Regions from separate parts of the Triticum aestivum genome. Here region 1 is linked to region 2. The links are chromatin contacts, called in public Hi-C maps. All regions are on one chromosome and are shown on one strand. Each heading gives the region's core, a stretch centred on a gene start, on an enhancer-like site or on the middle of the called end of the contact. The rest is flanking DNA. Distances are from core to core; before and after follow the strand shown.

What was found. Hi-C and Micro-C count contacts between places; a contact is called where the count stands out from the background.
Region 1: a Hi-C map of leaf shows a contact between it and region 2, with 3 times the contacts expected there. The contact joins the promoter of LOC543086 here to the promoter of LOC123164615 in region 2. A contact is called at or near these places in 2 of 5 Hi-C or Micro-C datasets (both in leaf).

Annotation. Positions count from the first base shown.
Region 1 is chr7D:459,904,881-459,909,754 of IWGSC CS RefSeq v2.1, reverse strand. It overlaps LOC543086 (two-on-two hemoglobin-3), which reads right to left and starts at 3,599. Exons shown (of 4, transcript XM_044584868.1): 1 at 3,271-3,599; 2 at 3,034-3,164; 3 at 1,444-1,588; 4 at 984-1,346. The coding sequence starts at 3,413. The coding sequence ends at 1,250. It overlaps LOC123167030, which reads left to right. Exons shown (of 2, transcript XM_044584869.1): 2 at 1-382. The coding sequence ends at 198.
Region 2 is chr7D:459,131,827-459,136,256 of IWGSC CS RefSeq v2.1, reverse strand. It overlaps LOC123164615 (aldehyde dehydrogenase family 2 member C4), which reads left to right and starts at 2,508. Exons shown (of 9, transcript XR_006482522.1): 1 at 2,508-2,760.

The DNA of each region.
Region 1 (4,874 bases), core at 2,350-4,849, 770 kb before region 2:
CGTCCTCTGGACCCTAACCATCCCGTGTGCCACGGACAGTGCGCACCCGGCGGTGGACCCTACCGTCCGCAGCCATACCCCCACCGTCCGCGGGGCACCTCCGCCGTACAATGGAGGGATCGGACGACCATGATGCATGCCCTCCGCTGTACAATGGAGGGATCGGACGACCATGATGCATGCCTTCCTCCAGCATAGCAGTACAAGCTGCTGCAACAACCTTATACTAAGCCTAAGTGTAGTAATATCCGATCATACGAATAACTTCCGTCTTGTACTCCGAAAAACACAGCAAGTCTGGCCCCCATGTTAATGGGTATGTGAACCTGAAAGTTCGGTTCAGAACTACTCCTAGTAATAAAGATGGATAGTGTAAGTGCAAGTGTTATGTTTTGCAATCTGGATTTCAGTTTACAAGGCTGCCTCGTGCTATTTTACTCTAGGCAACAAGGTAGCACATGCCTGCAACTGTAGGTGGCCCACTCGATCCAAGTACCCTTCCTTGTGCTTGTACCACGTCCCTTCATTCCATGCCACGTTCCCTTCCCCAAATCCATTGTCCAAATAATTTATTGTGTGGAATAAACTGGACGGCAAATTCTCTCAACACCACAAAACATACAGATACAGGTTTACTTCTCTAAAACTCGAGAGAAGAAGCCATCAGAAATCGCAGTTGAAGTTACTGTTTAATAAGCACAACAAGGTGAGTTTCTCTTTCAAGGAAAATTAACAAGCTGGGTTGAACTTGCATTGCTTAGGGCCAGTTCTTTTAGGGCTTATAGCTAGCTGTGGAAATAAGCTGCCCTCTCCCCAGCTTATTCTAAAAGATCAACCTAAATTTTATTTTAGAAACCTACTAATTAACCATTAATTGATACTCCCTCTGATCCAAAATAAGTGTCGTCGTTTTAATTCAAATTTGAACTAAAACCAAAACACTTATTTTGGATCAGAGGCACTGGATAGAATAGCAAGAGCAGTTGAGCACCAATACACCATAGCAGTGCTCCCCTTAGCAGGAGCAGAGAACTTGTACCCTCAAGCTCAAATCAAGAGAGAAGAGGAGTACGATCAAGAACGCAAATTTACCAATTTTGAGATGCTCTCTGATTGGGTCACTCCCCCTCTACAACATCATGCGTGTTGTTTCCTATAATGCATAAACAACCTTGATCCCGTTGCACATGGGAATCGTATAGGAATCACGGAAGCTGAAATCATTATTCAACTGGATAGACTTGAGCGGCTACTCAGCTGGTTTGCTCGTTGCATGTTTGCAGGGAGGTACACTTTGGGTTTGCCTTGTCATCTCATTACCGGCGACAAGGAAATATGCAGTGTGCCTGGAACAAGATAACAAATGACAATATCTTAAGCCTCTAGGTTGATATGCTGCTGAATGCTTGATGCAGATTTCACTAGTTCACTCATAACACATACCTGAAAAAAATCATCATTTTGGTTTTTGTATCTGGGTTTATGCTTTCTGTAGTCTCCAAAGCTTGCTGCATGTGGTGTAGCCATCGCTCCGCAGCTTGGTGGGTAACTGGAAATGGCCGATGTCGTCCTATCAAGGCAGGATGTCCTACGAGAAGCAGACAGAGTGATAGTGTTGGGTCAGCAAGTAATTAAGATCCCAAAAATATGAATTGCAAGTGCTTGGTGACGTCAAGCAGGGTTCATGTTGCTATTAATTTCCATAATTACAAGAATGAAAAGATTATGAAAAAAGTATAGAATGTGTAACACCTAGTGACAATGAGTAGCATAGCCTTTATGCTTTACCACACGCAAAATGGTTCAACAAATAAAAGGGCAAAATAAGTGGGCATATAACAATAGGACAAACATTTGATTTTTCAAACAATTTTGCTTACATCACCTAGATGTACGAAATGGAACCTATTAGGCCTTCTAGCTACTCACTACACTGTGTTAAAAAAAAGGTACTCACTACAAAAGTACTACCTCCATCTCAAAATGTAAGACGTTTTTGTAGGCTAGTTTAGTACTAGACAACACATGCCTTGATTGAGAACTGTAAGTATGCAACTTATAACATTAATTAAGAAAGTGTTGGTGCTAGATTCAGATATGAAAAAGTATTCCACGGATAAACCCAGATGATCGATTTGGTGATTTGGGAATTTCAGGAGTAAACTAGGAGAACCTTTCAACGTTAGAGAAATTCAGTTCAAAGCCTTTTGACTATCACTGAAAAGAAAGCTCATCTCTGAGTTCAGGAAGGCGCCACTGGTTTAGGGACCTTGGTCTCCAATTCGGATGGAGTGTTGTAATTGCTACGTAGTTCCGCTGTCAGACTCTAATCCTAGCTCCCAATATCTTTTTTATTGCTTTCATGATTTGATCAAATGTAATTCCCTGTAGGAATCATACTAGCATCCTTTGGCACTAATATAGTCCATCTGTGTAATTCCAATCCATTTTAGTAAAAGAAAACTAGTCTCCTGACATAACCAAGTGTAATTTTAATCCAGTCAGATCTGATAAACGATTAATTCAGTAAGCAATTAACTTACAGAGGAGCAGAGCTGTAAATCATCTCTATGTAGTCTCAGGCATTAAGCACCCAACAGTGCTGCCTGATAACTAGGGTGAAAAGAAAAGGAATAATCCAATAGAGACAATGATAGTATGCTGTTGCTATCAAGGAAAGTTTAATGGTTCTGCAGAAGGATGATGTGAAATGTAATTAAACAGGAGCCAGTTCCACAATTCTACAAACTGCTTTGAAACATCTACAAACTGCTTGCTTTTCCTAAAAGTTTAGGTTTAAGAGTGAACTTCTAAGTCAATTTCAGTTTTCAAATACTGGTCGTTTCATTTCCACACCCGGAATCTATTAGGCAACAAGTAAGCATTTCGACTCAAAACATCAATTTCAACATAAGCACCAGCTTCAATGGCAATTGGGCAGTGGAAACATGGACATTTTGGGGCTACAAGGAACCAATCGGAGAAGAGCGCCAATTCAATCAAGGTACAGAGACGCCGAGTCAATCAAGTTACCTCTCCTCTGGGAGAATAGCGGCGGGCCGCCCATCCGCTGCACCAAGAACTCGTACTGGTTCTGGATCGCGTCCTCCTTCCTGGACCCCGAGAATATCTCCCGGAACCACTGCTCCTCGTCCTCATAAACCCTGTTCCATCGATCCAACCACGGCCAGGAAGTCAGACGACAAAATCAGAGAAGGGGGGGAATGAAACCCAGATCAGAGGAGGCGGGGGGAGCAGATCGGGGCGGGCCTGGTGTAGAAGTTGGTGGAGAGGTCGACGAAGGGCTGCGGGGTGCCGCCGAGCGCCTCGAAGACGTTGACCTCGTCGATGGCGAAGGCGTCGGCGGCCGCCACGCCGCTCCACTCCGACGCCTTGTCCTGCAGCGACTGCATCGTTCCTGCAGTTCCCGGGACGCCCAGGCCCGGCGGCGGCGCCCCTCAGTGACAGGCTGGGACGCTTGATGGGCTGCCGTTCAGTTGACTGGTCGGCTGTTTGGGAAGGCGATGCGCGGCGGCGTGCGGCTCAGGCGCACCACCATTTATACCCGCCGGCCAATCGGGTGGCGAGCACGCGCGGTCGGGGGGCGTGTGGGCCAAGGGTACTCGTCCATGTCGACATTCTGAGGCACCCATGTCGTTCGTGGTTACTTGCGAATCGCGAATACTGCTACCCACGGAATAGTCGGAGGAGCCCGCGGTTTGCACGCTGCTGGTCTGTGTTGCTTGTTTCTACTCCCTCCGTTCGCCAATAAGCGTACTTTTAACTTTTGTCTTAAGTTAAAGTTTTAAAATTTTGACCAACTATATACAAAAGAGTAATAACATATATGACATCAAATTGGTATATTATGAAAGTACATTTTAGAATAGATCTAGTGATACTAATTTAGTGTCATAAATGCTAGTACTTTTCCCTATAAAATTGGTAAAAGTTTTAAAACTTTGACATAGGAAAAAAGCTAGAAGTACACTTATTCGCGGACGGAGGGTGTACATTTTTACTGTTTTTTATTCTTTCTGCAGTGGTTTTCTGTGGCATTTTTTTCCTTTGGTTTTCTTTGTTTTTATTTTTATATGAAAAATATTGATCATATATTTTTAAAATGTTACCGGTGTATAAAAAATGTTTCTGATGCATACGGAAAATGTACAACATACATTAAATAAAAATAGACATCAAAAGATATATATTTTTTGAAAAAACTATATTTAAAAATGTTAAACATACAAATGTTCCTGATGTATACGAAAAATATACATTACGTGTGAAAAATGTTTATTGCCATTAAAAATTGCTCAACACATGATCAACATTTTTATACACTTTTAACCTTTTTAATACACAACCACTATTTCTCATACACGTTTAACATTTTTTTAATATATAATATTTGGAAGTATAAACAAAAGTAAAATAAGGAAAGCAAAAAACAAAAAAGTGAAAAAAAACATAAACCAAACGAGGTTGTGGCCTCCGACTGCTAGGCCGGCCTAGTTCCGCGCTCACCCAGATGAGGCTGCTCTAGGTTGAATACAATAAACTGGGTTCACCCACTTGCTTTCAGCTACATGAAAGATAAACCGGCATCAAGTAATTAGACAACCTCTTCTGTTACCACTTCCATCATTTTAAGATTTAGCTTTCTTAGATATTCTCTAATCGGTAAGATCGTTCATGGAATATCCAAATGTTGCAACGGCTCTTTAATGTTTCCATGAGCTTTTTTTTTTCTTGGCCCGAAAGATTTGCACCTTTTAGTTCCATCTAAAAAATTGTACCTTGGTTCCTCCGTCAAAGGATGTGGATGTCGCCTAGAGGGGTGTGAATAGGTAGTTTAAAAATAATTACGGTTT
Region 2 (4,430 bases), core at 1,259-3,758:
GCATTACACCCGGCTTCTGAATGATGCACACAGCCAAACAAGTTCTCTCACACAAACGAAAATTAAGAAGGCGAAATACAAAGAAACAGAGTAAGTATAACGCCTAAAGCAGAGGTGGGCCAATCCTAAGATCATGCTGCCACCCATGTTGGGTAAAAGTATCCCTCGCCATATCCTTCAATCGTGTACACACCTCCGTAAACAGACCTCGATTCTCCACACGTTGTAGAGAGGACCATAAACGAAGAGTCCCGATACACCTGTAGATAACTTGCATCAGAGAAGTACTTTTATCGTTAAACACCTTATCATTTCTACATAGCTAAAGCGATCAAATAACGGCAAGCGCTCCCACCCTAAGAATAGTTCTGAACCTGTAATCTATCCCATGTAACCAGTTGTCAAATACATTAGCAACACTACAAGGAGGATACAAGCCAGAAGCTATCTGCATGACTCACCATATAGAACAAGTCAATTTGCATTGGAAGAATAAATGTTTTATTGTCTCATCATGGTGACAAAAGACACATTGCGGTCTTCCATGCCAATTTCTCTTAATAAGGTTATCTTTAGTAAGAATGACTCCGCGACGAAGACACCATGCAAAGATTTTATTCTTTATAGGTATCTTCATCTTTCAGATCTTTTTATTATTATCAACTGGCACATCAGACTGGATTAACGCTCTATACATAGACTCAACTGAGAATTGTCCATTCCCATGTAGATTCCATCGAAATACATCAGACCCATGTGACAAATGCACCGTGGACAACCGCTGGAGCAGGATATACCATGATTGAAGTCTGGGTCCAATTAAATCTCTTCTGAACGTCACATTTGGCATAAATGATTCCATTACCATGGCGATAGTATCAGCCTTATGACGCACAATGTTGTATAGAGCCGAATATTGTTCTCGGAGTGTGGCATTTCCTAGCCACTTGTCCTCCCAGAATCTAATTTTCGAGCCGTCCTTAATTGAGAAGGATCCATAGGAGAAGAAATTTTTCTTCATAGCCATCAGACCTGCCAAAAAGTGAGAATCCCCAGGCTTCGAGTATACTTGAGATACCGCCTTGGAACCCACATATTTCCTTCTCAGGAGTGTTTGCCATACACCATCTCCCGTCATTAATTTAAACAACCATTTGCCGAGGAGGGCCCTATTCTTAACCTCAAGATCATGAATGCCCAACCCGTCTTGGTCTATGGGACGGCAAACCACACTCCATTTAGCCAGTCGATATTTCTTTTTCTCGCTATCTCCTTGCCAAAAGAATCTTGATCGGAAATAATCCAATCTATGTAAAACTTCTTTCGGCAATTGGAAGAAGGAAATCATATATAGTACCATGTTACTTAGTACTGAATTTATGAGGACCAATCTTCCACCCAGAGACAGCAGTTTGCCTTTCCAACTGCTAAGTCTTTTTTGCAGTCTCTCCTCGACGTGTTTCCATTCAGCATTTGTGAGTCCTCGATAGTGTATCGGTATCGCCAAATATGTGATCGGAAACTGGCCCAACCCACATCCGAACAGTTCGGCGTATAGGTAGGAGTCATCTTGAGCCTCGCCAAAACAAAACAATTCACTTTTGTGAAAATTGATCTTAAGACCTGAGAGTTGCTCAAGTGCGGATAAAATTAATTTCAGATTTCTCACTTTCTCGAGGTCATGATCCATGAAGAGAATCGTATCGTCGGCATATTGAAGTATAGAGAGACCACCATCAACTAGATGATTTACTACCCCATCAATTTGGCCATCAACCTTGGCACGCTCAATCATGACCGCTAGCATATCCGCCACTATATTGAATAGCATGGGCGATATGGAGTCACCTTGTCACAACCCCTTTTTGTTTGAAAATAGTGTCCAATGTCATCATTGACCTTAATGGCAACACTACCTCCAGAAATGCATCATAAAGATGTATACATGCAAAGGGTTTCAGCCTCCTTTTTGAAGGGAAAAAAACTAAAATCTCTCAGCCCGATCTGCATTGCCACGAGAGACTATCATTTTTCTTTTGTTAAAGATTCTATTTAACAGTGATATTTGCCGCTCTGGTACGCTGGTCCTATGGGGCCTTAGCACAACGATTTTCTGATTGTCTGGAACAACAAGTTTTGCCTGGCCCTAACGAGGGAGAGGCGATGACGGCGACGCGCTTTCAGCTCGCTTGAGTGCTTGTAGTCGTCGTTAGGTGATCTATCGATCTGAACGTAATTTTTATTATTTTTTGTGTTGGTTGTACTGCCTGATTAAAAATTCCATATTTTACTATTTGTGTGGTGTAGCTAGTATACGATGATGACACGGATCTCCCAACTGCGCCAATGGGACGGAGCTGTTATTACAGACGTTAACAGTTGAGACGTGTGTCGGCGGGGCCTAGTTTTTGGACACGCGCGGATGGCGTGGCCGCCGTGTGCGAGACCCCTCCACCGCCCCACAACCGAACAAAACGGGCAGGTCACAGCCAAGCCGCAGCATTAAAACACGAACCCCGGCCTGTTGTCTTCACTCGACGCTCCACTCTCCGCACACCATCACACTGCGCGAGAGCCGACGCCGGTCTCAGTCTGAGAGAAGAGGGCAAGAGGCCATGGCGAGCGAGCGCAATGGCGACGGCGGCAAGGAGCGCGCCGGGGAGAACGGCAACGGCGGCGGCGGCGGAGTGTCCTTGGAGATGCCGGAGATCAGGTACACCAGGCTCTTCATCAACGGGGCCTTCGTCGACGCCGTCTCCGGTACGTGCCTGCTCATCTCTTTTTTTCCTTTTGTCCTGCTCACGCATCTATCGTATCCTCCTCCAGCCTGCACTACTACCATGGTCGCCTGGTTAGATAGGCCGGATCGTTGCTGGTTAATTATCCCAGTGAATTGCTTGGTGGTGAACTAAGGCGCAATTTGCAAACTAAATACTGCCTGCTGTTTGGTGTGGTTTGGTGTGAGCTTTGGTCGTGGCTAGCTGAACCTTGAATCCTGGATACTGAATGCTCTATCTACCGTCGAGCTAAAAAAGGGCAGGTTATGAGGCATGTCCATGGCGCACTGTTCTTGGGGAACGTGGCATGTCCGCTCTCCGCAGCCTCTCGTCGCGTCGATTTTCACGGGCCAGCAAAGCTAGCGGTACCCATGACTTTTCCTCTTCCCTTTCTCAAAAATAAAGCCAGTCATCATAGTATAACACTAACAACCCGATGGTCCTTTTTTCTTGCGGGAAAATGGTTAGGCTCTTGTAAATTAAGGAGAAGAAGCCACGAGATGGCTAGCTAGCGTGACGGGGTGCTTAGCTAAAAAAAATGTCCCTTCGTCCAATGCAGTCTAAATGTTACTCCTAGAAAGAAAGAAAGACCATACAGCAAGCAAAGCACACGCTGGCTAACCTGAATTTAGCAATCAAGCTGTAGCCCATCTGATGAACTCGTAGGAGCCATTAATAGGGAATGCTAAAATGGCCGAAACAATACGTGTGTTCTTCTAGAAGCTCATGTGCACTGCAGTCCTTGTAGTACCATTTCACGTGCGGCATGCGACGGAGAGGGGGCATGGAGCCATGGAGCAATCCGCAGCGCAGCGATGCACACCCCCACGGACGGCCCACTCCCTCGTGTCCTTCCTTCTCGTACGCGAGACGGCCGTATCATCTGGTCCCGATTGTTCCCTGTGACGGGTGGCGCGCGTACCCATACCCATGGCCGTTTTCTCGTCTGTGGTACGAGCGTGCGCCCGTGAAGATGCGATCGTGACGCGCCTCGGGGCCGATCGTGATGCTACCCACACATCAGAAACTGACAAAAAAACATGATAACATCGTCCTTGTAAAAAAAGTTTTAAAATGTTTCCGGTTCCAGCGGCCCACGACACGGGACGGACAACGAGTAGGATCTGCCGCTGTCGAGGCCCGTCGCCTTCTAGAAGCGAATGCCTAGGTTCGCGTGACTGGCCTGGCCGGTTGGCCTGGCCCCCTTGTTTGTCTGCATGCTCCAGCCTTCCAGGCTGCTCGGCCGGATGCCGGTGCCCGGTGCAGATGAGCCCGTGCAGCATTAGGCTTGATGATGCGCACCTCGGTGAGAGTAAGAAATCCCTAATCCACTGGGAATCGCTATCTAATCAGTTCGTGACCCTTAAAAACTCGGTGAGAGTAAGAGCATCTCTAACAAATCACGTATAAGTTCACCCTTAAAACGCGTATAAGATGCACTGTAAAGCGTTTTTACGATGCAAAATTGCACCGGGCAGAGCAGACCCCGTAAATAAAACTGTATCTCACTATAGCCCCTTCTCCCCCTTTTCCCCTCCCGGCAGAGCTCGTCTTCAGCCACAGCGTGGGGTGACGGATTTCAGCGAGTTCCGGGTAGATTTCGGCCAGTTCCGCGGCGCCGCCTCTGCTCCGACGAGGTTTGACCGGGTTTAC